Linked DNA regions of Mus musculus: regions 2, 3 and 4 are each linked to region 1. The links are chromatin contacts, called in public HiChIP or PLAC-seq and promoter capture Hi-C maps. All regions are on one chromosome and are shown on one strand. Each heading gives the region's core, a stretch centred on a gene start, on an enhancer-like site or on the middle of the called end of the contact. The rest is flanking DNA. Distances are from core to core; before and after follow the strand shown. Region 1 holds the start of Ndufa12 (NADH:ubiquinone oxidoreductase subunit A12). Region 2 has its middle 4.1 kb from the start of Gm32827. Region 3 overlaps Vezt (vezatin, adherens junctions transmembrane protein). Region 4 has its middle 19 kb from the start of Mir331.

Region 1 (3,310 bases), core at 584-3,083:
CTCCAGCTCAGATTACTTAAAATCTGACCAAAGCTTAAAGTTCTGTGGTTTGTGTTTAAAATGTTATGGTTGGCCGGGCGGTGGTGGTGCACGCCTTTAGTCCCAGCACTTGGGAGGCAGAGGCAGGCGGATTTCTGAGTTCGAGGCCAGCCTGGTCTACAGAGTGAGTTCCAGGACAGCCAGGGCTACACAGAGAAACCCTGTCTCAAAAAAAAAAAAAAAAAAAAAAAAAAAAAAAAAAAAAAAAAGAAAATGTTACAGAATAAGATGCAAACGTCTGGGGCACCAACTTGCAGCCACATAAGTCTGGCTTACACACCTCTACAGAATAGTATGAGGTGATAGATGGCTTGGCTTCTTCACCTGAAAGATGAGGTCTGGGGTCGTTGAAGGGTGTACTTCAGGTCACTATGTATGGTGGCAGGTGCCCAAACTGGCTGAGCCATCCCCTCTGCCCACGTTTTAAATTTCCTATTGAGTTTTCCGTTCCAAGTCACTTAGTATCTGTTCATGCATGATGTCAAAACTAGACTCTGAATCCTAACCCCATCCATTTATACACACACACACACACACACACACACACACACACACACACACACACACACAAAATCTATAAATACTGGGCTGGAGAGATGGCTCAGCGGTTAAGAGCACCGACTGCTCTTCCAGAGGTCCTGAGTTCAAACCCCAGCAACCACATGGTGGCTCACAACCATTTGTAACAAGATCTGACACCCTCTTCAGGGGTGTCTGAAGACAGCTACAGTGTACTTACATATAATAATAAAATAAATCTTAAAAAAATAAAAGAAAAAGAAAATACTGCACTCACCAAAAAATTGCTTGTTGTCTTCGTAGTATTTATTTCCATATTTGTCTTCTCCCACCAGTGTACCAATCCTTATATCATTTGCCCTTTAAGAAGTACACAGAGGAAAAAAAAGGCATCTCAGAATGATTCACACTGTTCAAGACAAACCCAGAAACAGACCGTACCACCGACTGTTTCTGCATCGACACAAGAACGAGATGCTACGGGGGATGCTCGCTGCTTGTACACCTCTAGCCTTCAGCCGAAGGCTCTTGCCACTCAACGCTCACGAATTAACTTTCTGGCAAAGAGCTCTGGAGTCTCCTGTGTTGTCCCAGCAGCATGCAGACAGGTGTGTGTGTGTGGGGGGGGTAATCAACCAAACAACTGATGTGCTTAGATTGCATATAAAACACTACTTTCCAGCTACGGTCCACGTATGTAGATACGTGCACCCTGAGACACTAAGTTAGCAAAACCTTCAGGCAGTCAAAGTACTTCATCATCTTCGTATTACGAGTGTCCCCTGGATTATTCACTGGTCCTCCGGATTTGCTGCGATTTATGGGGCTAATCGGGACTAGCATGATCGCCACCTTCAACTTCTTACTGTACACAGTGCAGAGGAAAACTTGCCCAAGGTCACCGTGAGGGGTAGAGGGGTTGCTATGCTAAGCCTCATTACACCCCAGGACTCGAGCCCGGAGCATCCCGGCTACCCTAGCACCTGCGTCACAGCTCCGCCACTAGGGGCTGAGTAGGGCCCAGAGACGTCTCAGTCCAAGGAACTCAACTCTTGGGACTGAACTTGTCCTTGACCGGATCCCTGGACCTCCAAAGTGATCTAATCTGAGCTCCTTTCCAGGAAAGCAGCCAGCGGAGGTGCGTCCCCAGAGACCCAGGGTCTAGCCCTGGCCTCCTACCTGAAGAAAACCCGTAGGAGGCCCCGCAGGCCGCCGTGGCCGGTGACCTGCTGCACGCCGCGCTTCAGGACCTCCACCAGCTCCATTCTCATCTGCATGGTCCGCCCCTTCCGTGTTCGGGTAAAACCCGCCGGGCGGAAGACGAGATACTCAAGGCGCCACCGTTTGGAGGTTCCTGCTCGTCAACCGGCCGCGGAGGTCGTTCTACGCAGGCGCAGAGCTGGAGGTCGCGCAGGGAGGATTATCTGGGGTTTTACAGTACAGGTTGGTGTCTTCCTAAAGGTGAAATTAATGTTTTCGGAGGCTGTACCCAGAAAGCGACCCTGCGGGGAGAAGTACGCCAAGCAAAGCTTTCCCAGATGGGAGTTTCTCCTGTCGAAATAAGTTTCTTCCTCCAGACAACGATGACGCACATTCCAAAAATTCCTTATAGCACTAGAAGCTAAGAAATGCATTACTGACCCCACAGCGGTATTGTACATTTAATACAGAGTGCGTATGATTTTGAATTCATTAAGCGTCGGTATGCTGGTAGATGAGTGATGAAGAATTGCAAAGAATAAGATTAAGTAAAATACCTGAAGGATTTGTTATTTTATTGTTGCAAGGTGTAAGCACAGACACTAGGTAGACTTCATCACAGAGTTAGTGCTTTACAAAATAATAAAATAAATAAACAATACTGGCAAACCCCTAGCCATAAAAAAGAAAAAGAAAAGAAAAGAAAGAAGAAACTAGGATTAATAAAATTAAAGATTAAAAATAGTTAAGTGTCAAGTCGACAAGGCTGGCCAGATTGCGAACCTCGGGAATACACCTGCCTCCACATCCCTGGAACTGAGTCTACAAAGGTGCCACCATACCCGAATTTTCTACATGGGCTCTGAGCTGTAACTTCTTTTCTCACGCTTGCAAGGTAGGCTAAGATCAAACCCAGGTCCTTGGCAAGAGCAGCTAATATTCTTAATTTCATTTTAAAAATATTTTGCGTTATTTGCATATTGTTTCCAAGCCCTGTGTGTCTTTACATATTCCTCACAATATGTATGTTTTTTGATGACTAGAATGCAGGGGAGTCACAGGAGACTTCTGATAGCAGGATAGAAGGCAAATTGGCCTCCAGCTCTTTCCCTTAGAACACAGCCAGTAGGCAGTAAGGAGCAGAACAGAGAGACTCTGGCCATGCCCAGATTCTGTCCCACTGCAAGTCCCAGCTAACAGCCACTAATACTCAGTGACTACAGAGATTTAAACCCATGATTTCTGCCAGACCCCTGTTCTGACTGAATGGAGATAGGTTGTCCCTGACCACCTCTGTCTGTATTATACATTCATGTGAAAATGCACACTTCTAACTGGTAGGTTTGGGGTGGCTAACCGCAAAACCTTGATGCTTGACATACTGCCAATAGTTTTGAAGCCCCTTCTATATCCTTCCCCGTTTGCACCTTCCTCCTCCCTTCCCAACTATTACCTAGACTTGATGCTCTTGCTTCTTGACTACATTTTATATGTATATGTACATGTAAATGTACTGTTACACAGATGTAACAGTAAACTAGTTAAATCATAT
Region 2 (3,238 bases), core at 600-3,099, 230 kb before region 1:
ATCTCAATCCTCAAGACAATCCCACAATGCATCACGGTTGTCCCATAGAGTGTCCAGTGAGCACACGGAGAAGAGACAACAGAACATAAAACCGGTTACTGACTAAGTGAAATGTAAACATACACGGGCTACACAGAGCCGGGAGGGTGGATACAGCTGGACACACATCTGCTAAGGTGGCCCGGGCACTTCCTCTAGACCTGCCTGTCTCTGTGGTCCTTTCCAGCATTGCTTCTGCACAGCCTCAGAGTTTGCAGATAGAACACTAAGGTGTAGACTCCTTCCCAGGGACCCAGAGGCAGGAGAGGGACAGGTTCAGACCAAAATCATGGCTACAACAATCCCCTGGGGAGTTGGGACCAGGAACTGCAACCACTCTCTTTCAAGGTCCCTCCTTGGTCTGTAAAATGTGAATGTGGTCCGGGTGGGATTACAGAATAGCCACACAGAGCCTACATGTTTAAACACACCAGGAGGCCTAATTTGTAGGAGTTTTCTCTTTACATAAAACATGCTATACATGCGGACAGTGGTCTGCTGAGACACTCTGCAGCTGACATACAATGGAGTGTGACAAGAGTCATTTGGATACATGTATGTAATATATGTTTTTTCTCTTCTATAGTAAGGACCCAGATTTCTATTTGATAACTGGTATTCCTGTTAGCTGCTGTAGCTCTGCAGTATACACACATGAGCTTGCTCAGTGGGCGTGCATGCACACACACACACACACCCGTATGTATACACTCACATACATCCATACACACACATTAATCTCATTTATTTTTACATTACTTATTGGTTACCATTTGGATTATTAATACAAGCTGATGTGGCAAATAAAAAAATTAACTGGTGCTTACTTGGGCCAGGCCCTTAGTAAACAGATAGTAGTCAAGGCAGACACGATTCACATCCTTCGAGCACACACAGTTGCAGTAGAGAGCAAAATCAAAACAGCAAGTGTTACTAACCAAGGACCAGGAGGGTAGCAGAGAGAGAACTGTGCACTGGGCTTCAACCAATTAGTGATCGGAACCGAAGTGGAACGAAAATTAATTTTACATGAGCTGCTTGAGTTTAATCCCAGTAAATTTGTATCATAAAACTGAACTATCGAGAAGGATTGCCAATATAACCATTAAAGAGAGGAACAGGGTCTCCATGTACATAGCCAGTCACTGACACATTGAACACGCCCACCCAGGCTCACGATTGTGATTAGCAGAAGATTAGCCCAATCTGCATACACATTATAAGTGTCTGATTAAATTGCTCAAGAGTGGAAAAACTAATAGGAGAGACTGTTTTATGTTTTTTTTTTTTTGCGTTTTTTTTTTTTCAGAATACAATCCCACCAATCCCTTGCCCCCGCTGCTCAGAGTCAAGGTTATCCAGTGAGAGCTGCACTTAGCTGAAAGTGGTTTGTAGAAGAGTGGTGGAGTGCATTTGAATGTCAAGAGCGGAAAGAGGAAAGAGCAGTGCTAAGGGGATTTTCGCAGCAGTAAACAGGGCAAGTACTCAGCCGGCTGGTGGGAATATGGAGGACCCCTGAGGGTGGGGTTCACTAACCTTCATTCCTTCTTTTCTCATTAACATCATCCCGATTTTATTCAGGATGCTAATATGCCTTGTTCAATATACTCTTCTCGGCCCCCTTGAAGTTGCCGATGGCCATGTACGATGGTTCTGGTGAAGGAAAAAAATAAACCCGAGTAAACATCTGTTTTGTTATTTCCTAATAAAAGAAGATACAGTTGATGAGGAAAGCTCTTCCCACCCCTTTCAACATAGACCCAATGGCTGGGACTTAAGCCACCTGGTATTACCATGACAACGGAAACCAGAGTGTTGAGTGGCTCTGATGAGGATCTGAACTAGCCTATCTCCAGATCTGCCATCACGTTAGAGAAATACACCCCTGCTTGTTTCAGTCACTGTTCTTGGACTTTTCTGTGGTTTGCAACCAAACGTTCCCAACAGAGCATCCAGGACAGAAGGTTATACTTGAGAGTCTGAACCTTAGGCAACGTCACCATAGAGACTGAGCATCCTCCACAATTAGCAATGTGTGTGGGTACCAGGAAGCAACCAGTCTGTTGCACCATGAAATGTGGACCAGCATGGGATGCCAAAGCAGGATGGCCGCCGAGGCTGCCGGTTGTTCTGGGGCACACACACTCCACCTTCTCTTCCACCAGCTGAATCCTGAGTTTGTTCCCACACGGCACACACGTGTCCTTCTCCAGCCTTACATACAAGAACTCCCCATTTCAGACACCTTGGCAAAGACCAGTGAAAGATGGGTAAGTTGATCTAGAACCTGCCCACTGTGGAGACAGCTCAGCTGTTTCTAGCTCCACCCAAGAGGCAGGAGATTGCCGTATGGAACACAGACAGGCATGTGATCGGCTGCCTTTAGATCATGTTCAATTATGTTATCAGCACCTTCTGGCTCTTTGGTCCCCAGTTAAGCCTTCCCTTGGAGATATATATATATATATATATATATATATATATATATATATATATCCACACACATACATGTATGTGTATATACATACATACATATATATATGTATATACATACATTTGTGTATACATACACACACTTGTTGTGTATTGTTATAAGGTGGATATACATGTTCATGTGAGTTGTCCCAGTTATGGTTACTATTGCTACGTTGAGATACCATGACATAGCATATATTGCTATGTATACTATGTATGATCAAAAGCAACTTGGGGATTTATTTTGCTTACATGCCATAGTCCATTGAGGGAAGTCACAGCAGGAACTCAAACTAGGCAGGAACCTGGAGGCAGAACCTGGCAGAGGCCATGGAGGAGTAGTGGTTACTAGCTTGCTCTTCATGGCTTGCTCAGCCTGCTTTCTTATGGAACCCAGGACCACTAGCCCAAGGGTGGCCCAAACCATCCTACAGCCCAATCTTATAAAGGCAGTGTTTTGTTTTGTTTTGTTTTGTTTTGTTTTGTTTTGTTTTATTAAGGTTCCCTCCTCTCAGATGACTATAGCTTCTGCTAAGTTGACATAAAATTAACCAGTGCATAGGTATATAAGTGTATGTGTGACTGTATGTGCACATGTGTATTGTGCATGTGTGTAGAGGTCAATGTCATATAATTTCTTCAATTACTCTCCGTGTTTGCCTATTTCTTTTAAAAGACTGTGTGCGTGTGTACACATATGTGCATCTGTGCCTGTGTGTGTGTG
Region 3 (3,173 bases), core at 370-2,869, 190 kb after region 1:
TGGGTTAGGTTCCTAGCACCCAAGGGCACCTCCTAGTCATCTGCAGCTTCACTTCGCAGACATCCAGGTCCCTTTCTGGTGTCTGAGGGTTTCTGCACTTACATAGTACATATGAACTCAAGCAAGCACACACACACACACATACACATAAATTTAAAAATACATCTTTTTTTAAAAAATTAATGTAAAATAATAATTTCACTAAAAAATGTTTTCTGTGTTTTCAAACCATGCTACAAGGTCTATCTGGGCCAGTTCATCTTGGCTAACATTCAGTTACACCAAAAACGGTGTCTTTTCAATTGTATGTTATTATTTGAATTTTATATTTTCTTTTGGCTCAGAAGTTACTGAAGCATAAAAGTAAAAATAAAGCTGCAATCTAGAATGCTGTGATAAATATAAAGAGTAGAGCCTTGGTGTTCGTGCAGGATCTGGGTTCATATGTGAGCAGAAGTGGTATGATTTGCACTGCCAATCACAAGTAGAAAACCACAAAAATGAAGTATATAATAGGAAACTCTAGGAATTTCATCTATAGATGTGTCCTCTCTCCCACCCGCTAAGCTTCTTCTCAGAAGAAAAGCTGGTCTCAGCAGAGACTATAACTGGCAGAGGAGGCAGTAAGTTAGGGCCATTGGGCCAGATTCTCTCCATCTTGTTTTTTGTAAGGACTGCTGTACAAAGAATGGTTTTCCTTTTTTAAATTATCAGAGAAAGTATCAAAATGATTCTATTCTGTAACATGAAAGTGGCAGGAATTCCTGATTTCCCTGTGGATAAAGTTCTGTTGGGTCATAACCACACTCCTGGGTTTGTGTCCATTGTTTCTGATTGCTTTCACTCTGAAGCATTGGGCTTGACTCTTCTACCAGAGACCATATGGCCTGCAACTCTAGAGTAACTGCACTTTGATCCATCTTATTTATTATTCTTGCCCCTGGGAGTTCTTGTGAAGAAAAGGTTCTAAAAACAAGTTAGGGGTTTTGTTTTTTTAATATATAAACTTTTCAAAAGATGAAGCCAAACAATATGCTAGTGTTCTTTTGGCACCCTGAAGTCAAAGCAGAGTAGGGCTCATAGCTCAACTTGAAAAGCACTCTTTCAATAAACAGTATAGGCGATTTTAAAAGGAACCATTTGGAAGTTGGAGTTATAGCTTAGTTGATAAAGTGCTTGCCTGTCACTGGGTTCTGTTCCCAACACACAAACTACCGGAAACAGCAGGAGGGTCAAGGTCATTCTTTTCTCTATAGCAAGTTCAGGCCAGTCTGTGCTACAGGAGACCCTGTCTTCATAAAAAAGCACACACTACAAAGCCAGTGACAGCTGAAGGTGAGTGTGATGGTGCATGCTCATATTCTAGCACTAGGGAGTTCTAGGCCCACCAGCTAGTGCTGTATTAGAAAGCCCTTGCATCAAAGAAAATTAACCATATGTACTGTTGGAAATTTAACAGTTGAATAAGGAAATAAGAAACCCTTTTCTTTATACTGTTTAAGATATTTTTCTTAAAAGTGAAATGAAAAAGCCTTTGTCTCATGTTCCCAGTCTTGCACACTGGGTTCCATCACATTCAGAACTCAAGAATAGAATCCAAAGGAAACTGACGCTAAGTTAGGCATCTCTCCTGTTTGCATAACATCTCACACAGTTCTGTAATTGTCTGTTTTCTCTGGATAAAGCTTCTTTAGTGTCGTCTTCATTTAGACCAGTGGTTCCCAACCTTTCTAATGTTGCAACCCTTTAATACAGTTCCTCATGTTGTGGTGACTCCCAACATAAAATTATTTTCATTGCTACTTCATAATTGTAATTTTGCTTCTGTTTTGAATTGTAGTGTAAATATTTGCATCTCCCTAAGGTCTTGGGTAACCCCTGTAGAAGGGTCATTCAACCCCCAAAGGGGTCACGGTCTAAAGGTTGAGACTGACTGATTTAGAGAGCTAATAAAATGTTTCTCAGTGCTCATTTACTGTAATATTTCAGAGTGTTGGCTTTGTGGTCAAATTCTTTATTCAGTCCCATCCTTCTGGCTGAGTAGATATGTTGTATCATCTAGATAAGGGAATAACATTAATAATGATACATTGAGAATGCCCCATAGAGCAGTCAGTGAGATAGGACAAGTCAGATACTTAAGGTTTTGTCACAAAGTTTGTTGTGTCAAAGTTGTCTGTAGCAAATGAGTGACTCATGCAAACCCAAGTCAAACCTTTCCTGGAGCTCCTTTGTCTGCCAGGCGCATGCCTGACAGTAACAGTTACTGCCAAAGAGGGCTATGCCCTAAAAGGACGTTTTCTGGCTCTGTCAGTTCTATACAGACCCTCCAGTAGCAACAGCCAGAGCTCCAATGAAAAAAATTAGCTCCTTCCACCTGCCCCTGAGCCAGTGGTTCATTTGGCCCTTAAAAACATTTCCTTGAGCTGGAGGGATGGCTCAGCAGTTAAGAGCAATGACTGCTCTTCCGGAGGTCCTGAGTTCAATTCCCAGCAACCACATGGTGGCTCACAACCATCTGTGATGGGATCTGATGCCCTCTTCTGGTGTGTCTGAAGAGAGCAGTGGTGTACTCATATACATAAAATAAATAAATAAATCTTTAAAAAAACAAAAACAAAAAGCTCTTTCCTTGCCCTGACCCTCTGAGAATGTCCACCATGGCACATGAGCACCCAAGATTTCCATCCTTTGCTGTTGCTGAGTAAACTAGAGTGCATTTGGAGAGTTTGTGTCTCTCTTCCCTACTTTAGCTGGCAGCTCTGTTGCTGGTTTTGGAGCTGTGTCTCTAACACTGATTGACAGGTTTTTTTTTGTTGTTGTTTTTGTTTTTTTTTTTTCCAGACAGGGTTTCTCTGTGTAGCTCTGGCTGTCCTGGAACTCACTCTGTAGACCAGGCTGGCCTCAATCTCAGAAATCCACCTGCCTCTGCCTCCCAAGTGCTAGGATTAAAGGCATGCGCCTTTTTAAGATGGGTATCTCAGCTGGGCAGTGGTGGCCCACGCCTTTAATCCCAGCACTTGGGAGGCAGAGGCAGGTGGATTTCTGAGTTCGAAGCCAGCCTGGTCTACAGAGTGAGTTCCAGGACAGCCAGGGCTAAACAGAGAAACTCTGTCTCAAACAAACAAACAAACAAAAAAACCCAAAAAACAAAACAAAACAAAAAAAAAAAA
Region 4 (3,169 bases), core at 347-2,846, 250 kb after region 1:
AATAACATTCCCTAGTGACAGTCATGTTCCTCCTGGGAGCCCTGGGGTGACAAATGGTATTGTAGCAGATGCATACGTGCCTGGAGAATAAATCCTCCCTCACCAAGACGGGCAGCTGACGTGGACTGTCAGCTCAGTGTCCACAGTGAGCTCTGCAAACTTCCTGCCTTCATTAAACTATTAGAAAAGTGTAGGTTCATTTACTGTGACGATCTTATCTATCTTCAAAGAAATTGAATCTTAATGGGATAACAGATGATTCCTCCCACACACACACACACACACACACATTTTCCACTGAAAGTTACAACATAAATCCATTCGGCCTCATTCTAAGAGCCGACATGAAGCTGTGCCTATCCAGCTGACCCTCCAAACACCATCTGCCTGCAGTCTTCCCTTTTTAGGGGCCTGGAGTTTTCTGGCTCAAGGACAAGACACGTTTATTTCCAATGGATCAACACTGTCACCCAGTGGACAGAGAGACAGTTCAGCAGGCTGAAGTGTAAACCTTCTCTCGGCTTGACAGCCAGGGTTTAAATAGGAACCTGGTTGTTTCAGAGGGTCAGGAGTGGGTGAGTTGTCCACTTTCCCCCTGTCAGGAACTAAACTAACTTCATTCAGCTGAGAAGCCTTGGATCTAGATGTCAGGTGAGTACAACTTAACCAGGATGTGTGTTTCCTCTCAACCATCTCCTCTGCCAAGATTCCCAGGGTCTAATAGGCTGACAGGAGCTGGGTGATCATTAGTGAATCACTCCTCAAGTAAAATAGCCTAGTGAAGTAAACTGTGAACTTTGAAAGCAGCCGGAGTTCAAACCTGGGTTCCACTACTTGCCTGTGTGGCCTCAGGCAAATTACTCTGCTTCTCTTACTTACAAAAAGGGGATTGACTGATTAATACACATTTTCATAGTTTTACCTAAGGGAATACTATATATTACTTTACTTGTGTAATGTAAGAAATGAAACAAATATCCTATTTTGTTTGTTTGTTTCTTTTAAGGGATACGGAACTCATAAAATGACTAGAAATGTCCAGCAAGGAAACCGCGCTTGCTTCAGCTCCTGACCCATCGTGGGCATCTATTAGTCCCACAGTTTGGCCTATCTGTCACTGTATGTTAGCTTTGCCCTCTCTAGAAACTTGGATGAGGCTATTTTACTTACGGAGTGGTTCTACTTGGTTGGAAATGGCTATTTCCTCGCTAGCTTATGTGCATGCACTTCTTAAAAGTGAGACCTGACCTGCGTCACTCCAGTAATGTCCGTGCCGACTCCTAAGGTGGGCTGTGCAGTCTTGAGTTTTGCTCTGTATGAGTAGGCAAAGGGAAGGAGAAGCCCAGGCAGATGCAAATCGTTCTGGTGTGTGAAGGGGGGGGGGGGGGAGCGACCAGGAAATCCTTGTGGGAAGTCAAGCTTTCTAGCTTCTCATTCATTCAAAGACATGGTATTTTTCCCTACTAGGTTTCAGACAGGGCCACCAGACCCATAAACAAACGATGACACACTCCCAGGAAGCTATTTAGGGCTCCCCGAGGGCAGCGCCCTAAAGACAACTCACCAGGAGCAGCTGGTGCTTTGCCAGACTCCAGGCCTTTGGCGTTTGCAGGCTTAGTCTGATGAAGGGCAAGCCTTTCAAGCTCTGATTCACCCCTCAGCATAGTTCTGGGGTTAGCGTGGGAGCCAAGCAGTGGGAACTTCCACTGGATCCAAAGGGAAGGTCTTAGAGCAGCAGTTCTCAGTCTGTGTGTCACAACCCCTTCAGGAACTGCATATGAGATACTAACATTACAATTCATAACAGTAAGACAATTACAGTTATGAAGTAGTAATGAAATGATTCTTATGGGGGGTGGAGCACCACACCATGAGGAACTGTATTAAAGGGTTGCAGCATTAAAAGGGTTAAGAACCACTGCTGTAGAGGCTAAGTAGGAGAACGGCACGGTCATGTCCGTGTGTTTAAAGAACACGTAACTGTGGTCTTTTCCACCCATGTCCCAGTTCCTGAATAAGAACTTGCAGGCTTACCCTATGGGTGGAGCAACATTATGAACTAGCCAGTGCCCCGGAGCTCTTGACTCTGGCTGCATATATATCAAAGGATGGCCTGGTCGGCCATCACTGGAAGGGGAGGCCCATTGGACTTGCGGGCTTTGTGTGCCCCAGTGCAGGGGAACACCAGGGCCAAGGGGGGGGGAGTGGGTGGGCAGGGGAGTGGGGGTGGGTGGATATGGGGGACTTTTGGTATAGCATTGGAAGTGTAAATGAGCTAAATACCTGATAAAAAATGGGAAAAAAAAAGAACTTGCAGGCTTATTATTTATTAATAAAGACCTAGGCCTTAAGCTAGGCTTGTTCCCCGACTAGCTCGCAACTCAATCATCCTATTATTCTATGTCTGCCAAATGGCTGGTTACCTCTCCTCAGTTCATAAGACCGACTTCCTCCGAGCCCGAGTGGCAAATCCTCCCACATGACTATTTCCCAGAATTAGTCTCTCCCCCCCCCGCCCCCGCCAGATGTCCCACGTTCTAATCCTGCCTCAAAACTAATTGGCTAGCAATTTTTTTATTGACAAATGGTGTTTTTACAAATGCATAAGAGATTATCCCTACAAGAACACCCTGTAATGGGAACAAAACACCCATGGAAGGAGTTACAGAGACAAAATTTGAAGCTGTGACGAAAGGATGGACCATCTAGTGATTGCCATATCCAGGGATCCATCCCATAATCAACTTCCAAATGCTAACACCATTGCATACACTAGCAAGATTTTGCTGAAAGGACCCAGATATAGCTCTCTCTTGTGAGACTATGCCGGGGCCTAGCAAACACAGAAGTGGATGATCACAGTCAGCTATTGGATGGGTCACACGGCCCCCAATGGAGGAGCTAGAGAAATTACCCAAGGAGCTAAAGGGAACTGCAACCCTATAGGTGGAACAACAATATGAACTAACCAGTACCCCGGAGCTCTTGTCTCTAGCTGCATATGTATCAAAAGATGGCCTAGTCGGCCATCACTGCAAAGAGAGGCCCATTGGACTTGCAAACTTTATATGCCCCAGTACAGGGGAACGCCAGGGCCAAAAAGGGGGAGTGGGTGGGTAGGGGATTGGGGGGGTGGGTATGGGGGACCTTTGGGATAGCATTGAAAATG

What was found. Promoter capture Hi-C pulls out the DNA fragments that hold promoters and counts their contacts. HiChIP or PLAC-seq counts read pairs in DNA pulled down with a chosen protein or histone mark.
Region 2: a promoter capture Hi-C map of hippocampal neurons shows a contact between it and region 1, with 2.5 times the contacts expected there. The contact joins the enhancer-like site here to the promoter of Ndufa12 in region 1. A contact is called at or near these places in 2 of 39 promoter capture datasets (hippocampal neurons and pre-B cells), 4 of 115 datasets of contacts at active chromatin or transcription factors (bone marrow-derived macrophages, large pre-B cells, microglia and 1 more) and 1 of 9 other capture datasets (pancreatic islet).
Region 3: a promoter capture Hi-C map of liver shows a contact between it and region 1. The contact joins the enhancer-like site here to the promoter of Ndufa12 in region 1. A contact is called at or near these places in 8 of 39 promoter capture datasets (the 3T3-L1 cell line, embryonic stem cells, frontonasal cranial neural crest and 4 more), 4 of 484 Hi-C or Micro-C datasets (Sertoli cells, bone marrow-derived macrophages, embryonic stem cells and 1 more), 2 of 115 datasets of contacts at active chromatin or transcription factors (astrocytes and bone marrow-derived macrophages) and 3 of 9 other capture datasets (adipose tissue, liver and macrophages).
Region 4: an H3K4me3 HiChIP or PLAC-seq map of bone marrow-derived macrophages shows a contact between it and region 1, with 4 times the contacts expected there. The contact joins the enhancer-like site here to the promoter of Ndufa12 in region 1. A contact is called at or near these places in 7 of 39 promoter capture datasets (the 3T3-L1 cell line, cranial neural crest, embryonic stem cells and 2 more), 2 of 484 Hi-C or Micro-C datasets (the N1E-115 cell line and nephron progenitors), 2 of 115 datasets of contacts at active chromatin or transcription factors (both in bone marrow-derived macrophages) and 1 of 9 other capture datasets (liver).

What each region holds. Positions count from the first base shown.
Region 1 is chr10:94,197,558-94,200,867 of GRCm38.p6, reverse strand. It overlaps Ndufa12 (NADH:ubiquinone oxidoreductase subunit A12), which reads right to left and starts at 1,833. Exons shown (of 4, transcript NM_025551.4): 1 at 1,738-1,833; 2 at 836-918. The coding sequence starts at 1,823.
Region 2 is chr10:94,428,977-94,432,214 of GRCm38.p6, reverse strand. It overlaps a transcript of Tmcc3 not described here. Among named protein-coding and RNA genes, the nearest start is that of Gm32827, 4.1 kb to the right of the region's middle. Within about 2 kb of position 1,849, at least 2 of the 459 cell types and tissues checked have an H3K27ac peak or open chromatin away from gene starts, as enhancers often do. A contact at or near this core is called in hippocampal neurons, where this site is marked.
Region 3 is chr10:94,009,212-94,012,384 of GRCm38.p6, reverse strand. The region is part of intron 1 of Vezt (vezatin, adherens junctions transmembrane protein); the gene reads left to right. Among named protein-coding and RNA genes, the nearest start is that of Vezt, 25 kb to the left of the region's middle. Within about 2 kb of position 1,619, at least 7 of the 459 cell types and tissues checked have an H3K27ac peak or open chromatin away from gene starts, as enhancers often do. A contact at or near this core is called in astrocytes and liver, where this site is marked.
Region 4 is chr10:93,942,863-93,946,031 of GRCm38.p6, reverse strand. No RefSeq gene overlaps it. Among named protein-coding and RNA genes, the nearest start is that of Mir331, 19 kb to the left of the region's middle. Within about 2 kb of position 1,596, at least 79 of the 459 cell types and tissues checked have an H3K27ac peak or open chromatin away from gene starts, as enhancers often do. A contact at or near this core is called in bone marrow-derived macrophages and liver, where this site is marked.